Regions from separate parts of the Mus musculus genome. Here region 1 is linked to region 2. The links are chromatin contacts, called in public HiChIP or PLAC-seq maps. All regions are on one chromosome and are shown on one strand. Each heading gives the region's core, a stretch centred on a gene start, on an enhancer-like site or on the middle of the called end of the contact. The rest is flanking DNA. Distances are from core to core; before and after follow the strand shown.

What was found. HiChIP or PLAC-seq counts read pairs in DNA pulled down with a chosen protein or histone mark.
Region 1: a contact with region 2 is called in an RNA polymerase II HiChIP or PLAC-seq map of embryonic stem cells, with 6 read pairs. The contact joins two enhancer-like sites. A contact is called at or near these places in 3 of 115 datasets of contacts at active chromatin or transcription factors (embryonic stem cells and large pre-B cells) and 1 of 9 other capture datasets (embryonic stem cells).

What each region holds. Positions count from the first base shown.
Region 1 is chr8:47,329,463-47,336,197 of GRCm38.p6, forward strand. It overlaps a transcript of Stox2 not described here. Among named protein-coding and RNA genes, the nearest start is that of Gm39171, 9.3 kb to the left of the region's middle. Within about 2 kb of position 4,914, at least 169 of the 459 cell types and tissues checked have an H3K27ac peak or open chromatin away from gene starts, as enhancers often do. A contact at or near this core is called in embryonic stem cells, where this site is marked.
Region 2 is chr8:46,572,876-46,579,991 of GRCm38.p6, forward strand. Cenpu (centromere protein U) reads left to right here. Exons shown (of 13, transcript NM_027973.4): 10 at 558-605; 11 at 974-1,035; 12 at 3,351-3,507; 13 at 5,380-7,116. The coding sequence ends at 5,493. It overlaps Primpol (primase and polymerase (DNA-directed)), which reads right to left. Exons shown (of 15, transcript NM_001001184.2): 14 at 5,144-6,291; 15 at 2,708-3,846. The coding sequence ends at 6,049. Among named protein-coding and RNA genes, the nearest start is that of Gm45607, 20 kb to the right of the region's middle. Within about 2 kb of position 1,311, at least 26 of the 459 cell types and tissues checked have an H3K27ac peak or open chromatin away from gene starts, as enhancers often do. A contact at or near this core is called in embryonic stem cells, where this site is marked.

The sequences.
Region 1 (6,735 bases), core at 3,664-6,163, 760 kb after region 2:
AAATAGAGAAAGAGAGAGAAGGAACGAAACAGAGGAATAAATCTGACCTCTGACCTCCCAGACAAAGGACAAAGGTTCCCATGTAAAGATGGCATCCTTCTGCTGCCTCTACAAGGGACAATTCTTACCCACAAAAGCAAGTCCCACTGTGCTCCATATCACTTATATGTGGGAATCAAAAAAAAAATCTCATAAATAATAACTACCAGACAAGGCACACAGGGCCAATATCTGCAAGACTTCTGGGCCTCCTAACGCTGAACTTTGAGGATAGAAAAAACATGATCTCACATAGGGTACTTTCATGCTCAGTAGACTCTGTGCAATGCAGATGGTAAAGAATTCTCTTAGCAGGCACACATCCATCGCAGAGTTCTCTCAACAGACAGCGTCCTCCAAGTAGCACTTCTACCACGTTCAAGGTTGGAATAGCCGGAACTCCCACTACCCTCTTCAGTGTGACAAAAGTTATAACTGTGACTCCAAAGAGCATCCAAGGATGGGTGTGCAGGGAAAATTAGCCATAGGAAGTTTTAGATATGAACACCTTTATTGCTAGCTAATAGCTCACCCTTTGTTTTTTGTAGCGGCTTATGTAAATGTCCCTAGAGGACCCCTGTGCTGTAGGCACTATTTGAGGAGAGGTAGATGGATCCTTTGGGAACTGAAGTCTAGAGGGAGGATTCGAACTCCTTGTGGATATGGTCTTTTTAAAGATTTATTCGTTTGTTTCTTTGTTTATTATGAGTGCACTGTCACTATATTCAGACACACCAGAAGAAGGCATCAGATTCCATTACAGATGGTTGTAAGCTACCATGTGGTTGCTGGGAATTGAACTCAGGACCTCTGAAAGAGCAGTCAGTGCTCTTAACCGCTGAGCCATCTCGCCAGCCCTGTGGATATGTTCTTAAAGGTGGTATGTGAATCCTGACACCCTCTCTCTCCTCTCTTTTCCTCCCCTTTTCTCTCCACACTTTTTCCTCCTCTACCACCTCAGTGTGTGTTTTCTGGATACATGAATATCCTCTGCACTGTATACTCATATATATGCCATGCTACCACAGACCCAAAGCAAGAGGGACAGACAGATAGCCATAACCTAGGATGACTGAATGAACTAAAATAAACCTTTCTTTCTTTCAATTTGGTCTTTCTACAATATTTTGTAGCAATGACAGAAAGCTTACTAGCATAGCCTTATTTAAATTGATGGGGCTAGAGAGGTGGCTCAGCAGAGCACTTGCCGCTCTTGCAGAAGACCTGAGTCCATTCCTAGCACCTACAAGTTTCAGAGATCTGAGTCAGTCCCTCCTCTGGCCTCTGAAGGCACCAGGCATGCATATGACATACATAGAAACATGTAGGCAAACACTCATATGCATAATAAATATTTTTAAAGACTCAAATTTATACATACATTTTCTTAGACTAAAAATTAACAAGCCATGTTCATTTGTAGAATACACTGTCCCAAGAAATAATATCATAAATGATAATCCATGCTGCACTCCAGGGTACAAAAAGCCAAGGCAAGACTTAATGTGGAGGAAATTCGTAACAGTACAAGATGATTAAAATATTAAAATGCTTTAAAACAATATCCTTGTCAGCCATAACTTATGACTAGAAAGAAATGGAAAGACAGCCGCACATGCTCGTGGATAGTAAAACAGCCACTCACTCACAGATAAACTCCTGGAAGCCAACCAGGCTTTATTCAGAACAGATGTGCATGTGGCAGTAAAGATGTTTACTATATTTGTGCCCAAGGCAGCCCACCAAGGCCACTGTATGCATCCTATAGCTTCACTCTGTTAGTTTTAGGACTAGCGTGGCGGGACAGAAAGATAGTAAAAATAAGGAGCCACAGAAAGAGCCAGGCACCCTCACCCCAGGATCTAGCTAAAGTCTCTTGCTAGCTGTAGGTCAAGGGTCCCATCACAATGAAGAACATTTGCTGTGAATCCCTTTATACAGAAATGTTTCAGATGAGAACTTTAAAGCAACAGGGAATCACCCTTAAGACCTGAGAGTGTAATGACCAGGCAAGGGCTTTCTCTTCCCGGACATAAATCTACAGTTTTCTAAGAGTCTCACAAAATTCTACTTACAATAAAAGGTGTATTTTAAACCCCTTGTGTGACCATATGACCAATGGCTGTACTGGATCACATTATAACCTTGTGCAGGGCAAATCTAAAGTCAATCTATAGTCTCATTTATCAAAAAGAGGGGGGAAAGGTAAGGGAGAGAGATTCTTTAAGAACCTTTTGAGACAACAGCTCTCACCCTTCCTAATGCTGTGACCCTTTAATGTTGTGGAGACCTCTCATGTTGTAGAGACTCCCCCAACCATAAAACTATTTTCATTGCTACTTCATAACTCTATTTTGCTGCTGTTATGAATCCCAATAGCTGTATTTTCTAGTCGTCTTAGGCAACTTACATGAAAAGGTAGTTTGACGCCACCCCTAGAGAGGTCATGACCCACAGACTGAGCCACCAAAATTGCATGCATGGCTATTGCTTCTACCCTTAAACAGGCCTCTCTCTCAATATGCCCACATCCACTCTTGGGCGTGTCTTATCCTTCCCCTCCCTCTTTTTCCTAATAATCCCCATGTTGCGTCATGGCTAAAGGCTCTTCGAAACAAACTCCACCTCTGTCTCATCTTAATATTCTAAGCAATCAATCCTATCTTCATCTGTGTGTATACATCTGTGTGTATACATCTGTGTGTATACATCATCTGTGTGTATACATCTGTGTGTATACAGGTCACTACATTTGCCTCTAAAGGAGCCTCTAACACCTTCCTGGAATGGCCAAGGACTCAAGTGAGTCCTTGCTTTCCCCGGGCCACCCACAGATGCAGAAATAATCTGAAGGGACAGGTTTTCTTTGCCACCTGGAGTTCTGTTTTCTAAAGATGTCACTAAACCTCACTAACCAATGGTTTCTGTGACTTCTTGAACCTGAGGTTCAAACATTTTCCTAGCATCTGCCCTCAAATACCACCAAGAAGAGTCACCATTCAGGGGCGATTACAGACTTACCAAGAAAGTGTCCAAATCTTAGACTTAGGAAGCATGGGTTTAGTTGGCATTTTAACATACTTCTTCGTCATGCAAATGTCACACCTCTCTGATCAAAAGCTAAAGATGGATTGAGTGAAAATGGCCCCCATAGGCTCATAGAGAGTGGTGAGATTAGGAGGTGTGGCCTTGTTGGAGTGGGTGTGACCTTGTTGGAGGAAGTATGTCACTGGGAGGTGGGCTTTGAGATTACAAATGCTCAAACCAAGCCCAGTGTCTCTCTTTCTTTCTCTCTGCCTGCTGCCTGCAGATCTGAGCGTAAACCTCTCAACCACTTCTCCAGTACCCTGTCTTCCTGTATGCCACCATGCTTCCTGCCGCTATGATAATGACCTAAGCCTCTGAACTGTAAGCCAGCCCAATCAAAAGCTGTGTTTTATATAAGAGTTGCCATGATCATGATGTCTCTTCACAGCAATAAAAACACTAAGCAAAGTCTGTCCCTCTGGATTCAAGGCTCTTTTGTCTGTGCCTAGCTCCCTGCTCTAGATCTGCTCTGATCCTCTGTGCTCTGAGAAGGCTGGCAGTCTTGCCCACTTCCTGCCCCCTCCCCCTTAACTCACTGTGGGAGATAAGCCATGTACCATCCAAAGAGAAGCCACCCGCCTTTCTATCTGGTAAGCCCAGGGCAGAGCCAACAAACTGTTCCAATGGATACCAACAAAGAGTGACTATGTGGGGCAAGCATTAATTACAGGACAGGCTGGCATGGGAAACAGATGTCAAGGCTCTAAAAGGAACACTTCCTCAGCAGGTTATAAAAGGACAGAGTCACCATCTCTGTCCCATGTCCTACAATAAAGCACCAGGGGAATAAGGCTGTCCTGAAAGACTGTGACATTTTTTATTTGCTTTTGATAACAAAGTGACCAAGAACAAGAGACTAAACGTCCACTGAAGGCTCATCTGACACAACCTCCCAGGGCATCCCAGGCCAGGAGACGGCTTACCTGGCCCTTCTCTGCTGTGGCCTTGTGTTCCAGCCTCCCAGATTTATCTGTGTGACCTTTCTACCTCCCTCCTTGCAACATTTTTATTATTGTTTATTATATTTGTTTATCCAATTTCATACATGTTATACATAACAGACTGAGTTTGTTTTCATATTTTAAAGATCACTATTTAACCCTGCAGTCAAATAGTCTCAAGAAGGCGTCTGGAAGTGTCACGGTTATAGCTGTAGTGAAATTCCTAGACTTCTGTCAGCAAATGGAAATGGAGACTTTTGAGAAGGAACCCCCCCCCCCATGCATATCAGGCGTTGTATACAATGGATATGGGTAGCAAACACGCATCTGCTCTCATCTACTCTGAAACCTATTGGGCTGCTTTTCCTCTGTCCTAGACAGGAAACAGTCAACAAAAGCCTAGCCACCAATTCTTTAACAGGTGAAATAGAGCCTGACCAAGAGGATTAAAAATATAAACAAAAGAGGGGCCTTTTTCTTCGCTCTAATGTGTACCAGAGTATAAAGACAAACTACTTCTGGTCATGTTAACTTACAAGCTCGGAGTCACTGTTTCCACTGTCTCTCTTCTAACCACCTAGTATTTTACATACTCTTAAGTGCAGAGTTGGTTCGAATCGAATCAGCAACATTAAAAGGTTGATTTATTATGATTAAACAAATAAGTACAGCCGGTACCTATAACTGTACTTGCGTAACACACCTTGTCCCAAAGCAGCCTCCCAATGAAGTACAATGCCTAACCTAAGATTGTACCTCTGTAACCAAGCAACTAGGTTTCAGCCAATCACAGCCATCAGGCTTTTCCCAGTCCTGGCTGCTGCCGATCAGGCCATGCCCATATAAGGTGAATGCTGACTGTGGCCAATCAGGTTGCTTCTCTATGTCACTTCCTCTCTCTTGCTATAACTATAACCTGTTCGGTGCTGACACAGAAGTGGGCTCCTCGGTAGCTTTCCAGCCCCTCTGACAATGCCTGACAGCATCACAGTGGAGGGATTTGCATGTCTTTATTGCCGATTTTCTTCCCTCTGGGTGACAAACTGTATCTTAAGATAGCGCTCCGTGCTTGATTGGTTCTGTCATGTGTACTAAAGACAGGCTAGATCCTGCAGGACTGGAAGCAAATAGCTGTACAATCAATACGTATCTCTTCCTTAAAGCTACAGAAATAGCCTGAGCCTGGGGAGACAGCAAAAATCAGTAGATTGCCTGGCGTGGAGTACTCAGAACCATCTGCAAAGGTTTAGGTTCTACAAACTTTCCTCTTCCTCTTCCCTCTTCTCCCCCTCCCCTTCCCCCTCCACCTCCTCTTCTTTTTTATTTTTAATTTTGGTGGTAGGCTTCTTTGTTTTTCTTTTTCTTTCCTGTTTGTTTCTTTGTTTGTTTATTGAATCAGTGTCTCGCCATGCTGTATGCTTGTCTAGAATTCTCTCTGTAGCCCAGGCTGACCCAGAACTTTCAGTCCTCACAGAGTAATAAGATTATAGCCTGTGCCTAGGACCTACTTCTTGCTCAAGTAAAAAAATTAACTTAAACTGCTCTCTGTTTCCCATCAGCACAACAAAATTGCCAGTCCAGCTGCTCAGGCAGGAAACAAAGTGTCAGAAGTGCTACTGGTGACAAGCAGAAGGCCAGGGTGATGAAAGGCTTCCCATATGTCTAAATTTTACTCTAGTTCTAGACTTTAAACAACTATTAAAGAAATGCTAGTTTAAACTTAGCAATAGGGATACAAAGGAGATCTCGAGATACACAAAATGCCATAATTCATGCATTTTTAAAAATATTTATTTATTTATTTATTTATTTAGTATATGTAAGTACACTGTAGCTGTCTTCAGACACTCCAGAAGAAGGCATCAGATTCCGCTACAGATGGTTGTGAGCCACCGTGTGGTTGCTGGGATTTGAACTCGGGACCTTCAGAAGAGCAGTCGGTGCTCTTAACCACTGAGCCATCTCGCCAGCCCGATGCATGCTTTTTTCCCAGGAAAATAGCATATTAGACTCCATATCTTTTCTGTGGAATTCTGTGTTGCATTAACAGATCAAAAAAAAAAGATTTATATTAAAAATATTCAGTTGGAAGAGGAATAGAATTATTCAGCCCTAAGAACCAGTGCCAGGCTTGAGAGATGGCTTGGAGGTTAGGAGCACTCGCTGCTCTTCCAGAGAACTGGAACTCAGTTCTCAAGACCCACAGCAGACGGCGTACAAACTACAGCAACTCAGACCTCTGGCATCCTCAAGCACTAGGGTGCATGAAACACATGCACACACACGTGTTTTGTAAGTCAGAATTATAACAATATTGTCATAAAGCACAGTGAATACTGCTTAAGCCTGAGGTGCAGTCAAGGTGTTGGGCTGCATTCAATTTTGGATTTCACAACAAAAGTAATAATACAAACTGTGTGTGTGTGTGTGTGTGTGTGTGTGTGTGTGTGTGTGTGTGTGTGTGTACATGAATGCAAGTACCCTCAAAGGTCAGAAAATGCTGAAAACCTCTGGTCTTCTGCAAGAGCAACAAGTGTGTTTAACTGCTGAGTCATCTCTCAGCCCCTCCACCTGACCTTCTTTTAGGCAGGGTCACTCATGGAACCTGGAGCTCACTGATTGGCTAGGCTAGTTGGCCAATTGAGCGCCAGGAATTAGCTTGTCTCTG
Region 2 (7,116 bases), core at 61-2,560:
CTAGCTGTCCTGGAACTCACTATGTAGACCTGGCTGGTCTCAAACTCACAGAGATCTGCCTGCCTCTACCCTCCAAGTGCTGAAATGAAAGGCAGATACCAATACACCTGGCTACTCTAAAATGTTTTAAACTAAAGTTTGGACATGATCCTGTGGTTGTAGAACAGCTTGCACTTGCTGGCTCTGTGACGAGAAACACGTGAGAACTCCTCTTACTTCCTTCTGTGCATGTGTGGATGTGGAAGCCAGAGGCCCACTCTGAGTAACTTCACCAATCACCCTAAAACTTACTGTTTGAGACAGGTCTCACTGAACTTGAAGATCATTGGCTTCTCCAGGCTGGCCAGCCAGTGAGCTCAGCTGGACCACAAGGACCCACTCATCCCCACCAGCCCCTCATAAAATCCAAATGTGCCAGTGCCAGGATCCAAGCTTGGGTCCTCTTGCTTTTGTGACAGGCGGTTTACCAACTGGTGTCTCCCAAAGGCCTTCTCATGTGGATCTTTATACAGTTCATCTTGGAAAATGAGATATACTTTATTTTGTTGTCGTTGTAGCTTAAAGAAGCCCAGATGTTAAAAGCCCTGAAAATGAAGAACACCAAGGTAATCGCCAAATCTCTTAGTGAGTCATGGGCTATGAACCAGGGGAGTAAGGAAACACTTGCTGGTAGTTTTGTGACCTGCAGTTTTATAAGGGCTTTTGTGGGCTTGGTCAGGTTTTTAATTGCTTTTGTAATGTTAATGGACACTGAGGAATGGGGATCTCTGTTAGCCTTTTGTCAGTCCAAGTTACCCCCCCCCCCAGCCCCAGACAGCTCATAGACAGAAAAGATTACCCCTGGGTCTGTAGTGAATGAAACTGCTAAACAAGTCAAACTGGGAGGCAAGAGGAGGGTCCATGGACCCAAAGTCTTAGCTGAAGTGCTGAAACTTCTCCCATGTTAACCTAAGTACGTTATTATATTGCTCAGATAATTGCCAACATGGAAAAGAAAAGGCAGCGTTTAATTGAAGTCCAGGATGAACTGATTCGGTAAGGTAATATCTGCTCTATCTGAGAAGTCATCTAAAGGGGCAGTAGCGTTCGTCACTTAGGGGAGTGCTGTAAGGACCGTCAACTCTGCTCTGACTCTCAGCATCTGGTCTGGTCTCAGGCAGTCTGATTACAGCTTTAGCTACATAGACTATAGGATTAGACTGTCTGGAGCTTGAATCAGGCTCTACCATTGACTGCAGACTTGAGTGAGGCACTGACTGTTCAGGGCCTCAGCCCCTTCCTGTGTATATGGGCGTAACTGTACCTGTTCCTTAGAGGGTGTCCTGTGAGTCACTGAGTAAACCTAGGCACAGTTGTCTGCTGGTCTCAGGCAGAGAGGTCTGTTTATGTTGCTTGCTTGCTTATTTTACTTTTTGATAGATGGTTTTACTATGTAAGTCAGTCTGGTCACTGGCTCTTCAGTGACTGTTGAAATACACACTCTGCAGAGACACATCAGTCCTTATTCTGAGGTCTAGGGTTGGGGGCAGTCCCCATGCCCTGGGGTTAGTGCACACTGTGGTAGTCTGTCTGTACATTTTGGGCTTCTGAGGTATGGAGTGCGAGCCAGAGGCGTTCGTGTAGTAGAGTTTGCCACGCTCTCTACTCTAAAGATGCTTTAAAAGTGCTTGGACAGGCTGGGGATGTGGCTCAGTGGTAGAGCACCTGCCTGGCATGAACAGCAGTGCGTTAATTCCTAGGACCACATGGGTGTGGTCGCACAAGGCTTGAGCAGATCCTCCGATCTGTCAGTAAACACTTGAAATTACTAGGTTGTGTTTTGTTTTTTTGAGACAGGATTTCTCTGTATAGCTCTAGCTGATCTGGAACTTAATTTGTAGACCAGGCTGGTCTCGAATTCTTGTAGATTCACCAACCTGTGCTTCCCGAGTCCTGGGACTAAAGGTGGGCACTACCTTGCTGGGCTAAGTACTAGGTTTTAAGTGACTGCCACAGGATTTTGAGAGAGACAAATTAGTTGCCTATTCTGTTATTTACAGATTTGGCCAAAACAGGAAAAGTGGGGTAATATAGTAATATTGACAGTAACAGTTCACAGCTTCCTTTATGGGAGGGTACTTTTCCTAAATACGTCATTCAGTTGGCCCGTGCTTAGTCAATATGATTCCATGAGGTAGGTCACTGTATGGCTCTATAATTAAACTATAATAAGGCTGTTCTATTCAGCTCGTCATCAGTGTGAGACCACTGAGACGTGTTGAGACTGGACTTTTTAGTTCCTTTTCTAGGTGAAATTGTAGTCAGACAAATATTTTGAAAATGCATAGTAAGATAAAGTGTGTGATGGTTTAAACTTTGCATAGGAGGTGCCTGAGGCACTGGGGCGTCTCTTAGTTACAGCCCGTCCCATCCCTAGGGAAGGCAGGGAATGCAATCCTGGCCGTGGCCGTCAGTTTGCTGAGAAATCTTCAGTTGTTTGGTGTGAAGAGCTCTTTCTAAAAATTGAAAATAAAATGTTTTCATAGTTTATTCTGATCATGGTTTCCCCACTTTTGTCTCCTCCCAGATCCCCCGCACTTCACCTCTCCAACTCCATGCTTTCTTTCTCCTTAGGAGAACAGACAAATAAAAAACCAACCAACTAACCAACCAACCAAAATAAAACAAAGCAAACAGAGGGAAAAACACGAGAAACACACACTATTTTTCAATTCAAGCTTAGGTTTTTTTTATATTTTTATTTGCAAATTCCCTTTTCTTTTATAGGTGAAGAAACTAAGCCTCAGACACAGGCAGTTCGCCCAGGTCACACATCTTTCTCTCCAGGCTCTGGGACAGTTTTTCTGCTGATTTTATTTGGCCACAGAAACTAAGGATTTTTAAAAGGGGAACTTTCTGCATGACCTCCTGGTTAAGCTGTCAGGCTGGCTACTCCTGCCTATGCTCAGAAAATGTCAGCCAAATTTATATTGACTGCAGTAGTTCCCAGGACTTGAGTAATTTGGTGGATTTTGTCATCTGTGAGGCATGTCCCCATGGCTGTCACTGCTCACTGTGTGTCACAGTTGCGTTGAGCAGAAACCTAGGATCATTTACACGTTCATAGTGTGCGAGGCGAGCCAGGCCACCAAGTCCACTTCTGTTCTGTTCTTCCCTCACCCAGGATGTTCATGCTTGTACACTCTATGTTGTTTATATGGGAGAAATGTTTTGTTATTTTTGGTTTGCGTTTTTGTTTTTTATAATGTGGGCACCTTAATATTTTCAGTCCACAAACACCACATATATTTCTATTAATTTGTATTTTGTAAAATTTGTTTTTGAGATTAAAAAAAAATTTTGTTATCTAGATTAGAACCACAACTGAAACAACTACAAACAAAATATGATGACCTTAAGGAGAGAAAGTCATCACTTAAGAAGTCCAAGCATTTCTTATCTAATTTAAAACAGCTGTGTCAAGATTATTCAAACGTTCAAGAGAAAGGACCAAAGGGAACGGGAAAGGTGAGTCCTGGTTACTGCACATCAGAAGGGATCCAGGCATTTGCTTGTAGAGTGGCAGCAGTTTGCAGAAAGGTAACGGACAGCATTATTGTAAGTCAGTGAGACAACAGCATCACCTTCTAGCTTCCTGCTGAAGGGAAGGAAGACTCGGTTACTCCTCAGATCTTCTAGGCGGTGTGTACTGTGCACAAGTCTGAGTTGAACAACTGCGCTCTGCTTTATCAGTTTCCATCAGTCCTCAGCCCACTCAGACGTGCTGTAAAGGCCAACCACCTTTGTCCAGCCCATGTTCATACTTTAGAAGCTGTTTCATTGAAATGGCAGGAGGGTCCTGAGGGGCTGAGAAACAGTAAGACAGTTGGGAAAATGTAGTTAGCTATTATTTTAATACTTTGAAGTTTAATACTCTGAGACCTTGCTGTTGCCATAATATAACATAGAAATGTTAGCTAAAAAATTATAAATTTGTATACCTAATAGAATTAGAAAAGTACTAATAGAATTGTACATCGAGTTTTATGAATAGAATTGTGTGTAGAATGTGATACACAGTTATACACCATGTCTTCGTGTATCTATGAGAAGGTTTGTCTACTTCACCGCTAAATTCAATTTTATGGTCTGCCATTGATTTAAGTTTTCCTAAACTGAAGATCTGTTCATATATTAGAGCTACTAAAATATACATGTTCAAAATGTGCCTCAAGTTTATTTTAGGGATCCGATTATTAGATCTGTGAAAGTTAAGGGTAGCATTGAGCCAGTCTGAACATAATCCTTGGTTAAGCCAAGATCTTGTTTCTCCTCGCACATGCTAGGCAGATCCTGATCTACCCCAGGCCCAGAAACCAAGCTGTCGAATCTACTTTAGAATACACTGGCCTCACAGGCGAGGCAGCTTACCTTCAGTGCCTATAGCACTGCTACTGTTGTAGCACGGACCCTACTTCTCCTGTGGGTAGCATCTTGATATATCACACCTCTTCCTAACGAAACCTGCAGCTCCAAGTGAACTCTTCCCACTTCTCTTAGATCTAGAGCAAGTGCTTGGGTGTCTTGCAAGTAGGCTATCCTACAGGTGTTGGGTTGACTTCTCTGAAAACATGGTATGTGTGTGGCAGCAAACAGTCCCACCGCCAAACAGCTTTTCTGCTCAGTTCTCATCACAGGAAAATACCGTGGAAGCACATTTATCAGCAAGCTGTCAACCGTGTGGTAACTTACTTAGGAGGAATTTAATTTTCTTCAGATAGTTTGCAACAGGAAGTTTGGTTTGGTTGTTAAGTCATGAGTTGGGTTCTGTGTTGTAATTTAGGTTGGCTTTGTATTTTAATTTTATGTGTAGACCTTTAGATTGGCAAGCTTTAAGGCATAACTGGCCCCATAGGTAACTTCACTTCCTACGTGATACCTTTGAGATCTTTGAGATGATTTTGTTATAGACTTTAACAGGCCAGTTGTTCTCATTCCATTCGTTCTTGAAGTAAAAGGAAACTTGCTTTAGAAATTTGTTTTAAAATAGATGAGATTGAGTTAACACAGCACTCCACCAACACACTTGTCTAGTCCAAGTTTGAGGCGTGACTTGCTATGTTTAGTCAGGTAGGTGCCAGTTCTTTGAGCCAATTGGTCTTACCTGGGGTACAGAGATCTGTGAGAGCTTTGTCGAGCAGTTCCTCATGGTGTGGTATTAGCAGTTATGTTCTGAGAGGAGAGGAGATGGGCCAAAACCTGTTTCCTAATGATCCCAGAGCAACAAAAGAGAGCTGGTGGACAACTATCAAGATCGGCCTTGGTGGTTAGGGTTAGGAACTAAAAAGATAGCAAAGCATCGCTATTTGTGAGTCTAAATTGTTTTCCTTTTATCAACAGTATGATTCATCTAGCCTTCCAGCTCTGTTATTTAAAGCAAGAAGCATTCTGGGCGCCGAAAACCACCTGAGAACCATCAACTATCAGCTGGGGAAGCTTCTCGAGCTGGACTGAGAACTGAGCCTCCTGCTGCCTTTTCTGCTCCTGAAGCCATGCTCCTGACAGCAGCGGCCTGTGGTGACAGTAGTGAGACCTGCTTATCAGGGTGTACTACCGTTTTGTCATTCAAACTAAATTACACCAATTCAGTTGTCTAATAACTCAGAAGGCATAGCCATATTTTTGAGTATTGTGTTAATAAATTTCAGTCTCTTGACAGGTTAGTCATCACCAGGCATAAGCTTTTTAACTACAATAAACTTTAATGATGTCAGTGCAAATGCAAGCATAGAATGATCCTGGTTAATTAGGAGCGTCTGCTGAAATATGTCAAAGGTAGTCTTCAATAAATCTGGCTTAGGTAAACCAAGTGATAGAACGGTTGCTATAAACAGGTTTTACAATAAGTTAATAAGTTGATCTTTTGTATGATGTTAAATGCAGGGCCTTGCACATCTTAGGTAAGTATTCTAATGTTGGGCTACAGTCCCGGCACTAATTTAACATTTATGTTATCAAATCTCAGGCTTCAGGCAAATTGTAGCCTGGTTATGTATGTTCTGTCCACAGTCAGCTATTCTGTAAAGCTTCTATAATTAGTTCATCAGGAATATCATCCATTGAACCAAGGCTCTTATCTGCAGCGTCAGCAAATTCAGCATCTTCTGTCGCTTCTAAGAAAAGGGCGTCATCTTCGTCATCCCAGGCAGCGGCAGAAAGCCCGCCGGCTGACAAGTTGCAGGATGGCGGGGTTTGAGAATCCTTGGTCAGTGAGGTGCTGGTGTCATCTGTTTCTCCAGAAGTGAAGTCTTCCTTTATTTTGGAGGGAAGAGGAATAAAGATTAGTCAGAATATGTGACTTCAAATACGTTGAGTTAAGGTATGAAATAATAACCAGGTTTTCAGCAGTCAGTGACCATGCTGGCTGCCTGCTGTCAGGAACAGTCAGCATGGGGAAGGCTAAGTTAGCTCAGAAGTGCTTTTGTAGCGCAGACATGCTTCTCTGAGGCTGAAACTGACTGTAGCTCATGGCAGATACATTTCAACTCCTCAGAAGGGGTACAGCAAAGGGAAGTTTCTAGATTAACAAAAAATCAATGCCTAGAATCTATGTTAAAAAGCCAGCATGCAATCCCAGTGCTAGGGAGGTGGAGACATGGCTCCCTGGAGCTTGGTAGCCATCCAGCCAAGCCTCCCAACTGAACACCAGCCCAGTGAGAGGCTGCATCTCAAAAAAGAAAAAAAAAATGTCCTGAGGAATGACACCCAAAGTTGTCCCTCTGGCCTGTGTGCGTGTGTACATGAGCACACATGTGAGCATGGACACACAAATGTATAAATAAAAGGAAGATGAAGGAGAAATGGCAGTGTTAACAGTTCACTTGGAAGGTACTATTTCTATACTCGTGTTTCTAGAAGAAAAACATGTTCAGATAATAGTAATATTGTATATCAAGAATACTTTCACTTGGCATTTTTGAGGTATTATTAGAAAAGAAAAAATTTCTACCAAAGATGTCGCCACAGTAAATTAATGGCTGGGAATGTAGCTCAAGAGAGAGCCCTTGCTTCCCATGTATGTGGCTGATAAGTTCAATTCTATCCAAAACCAAACACTGCTCTTATAAGAGATAATTA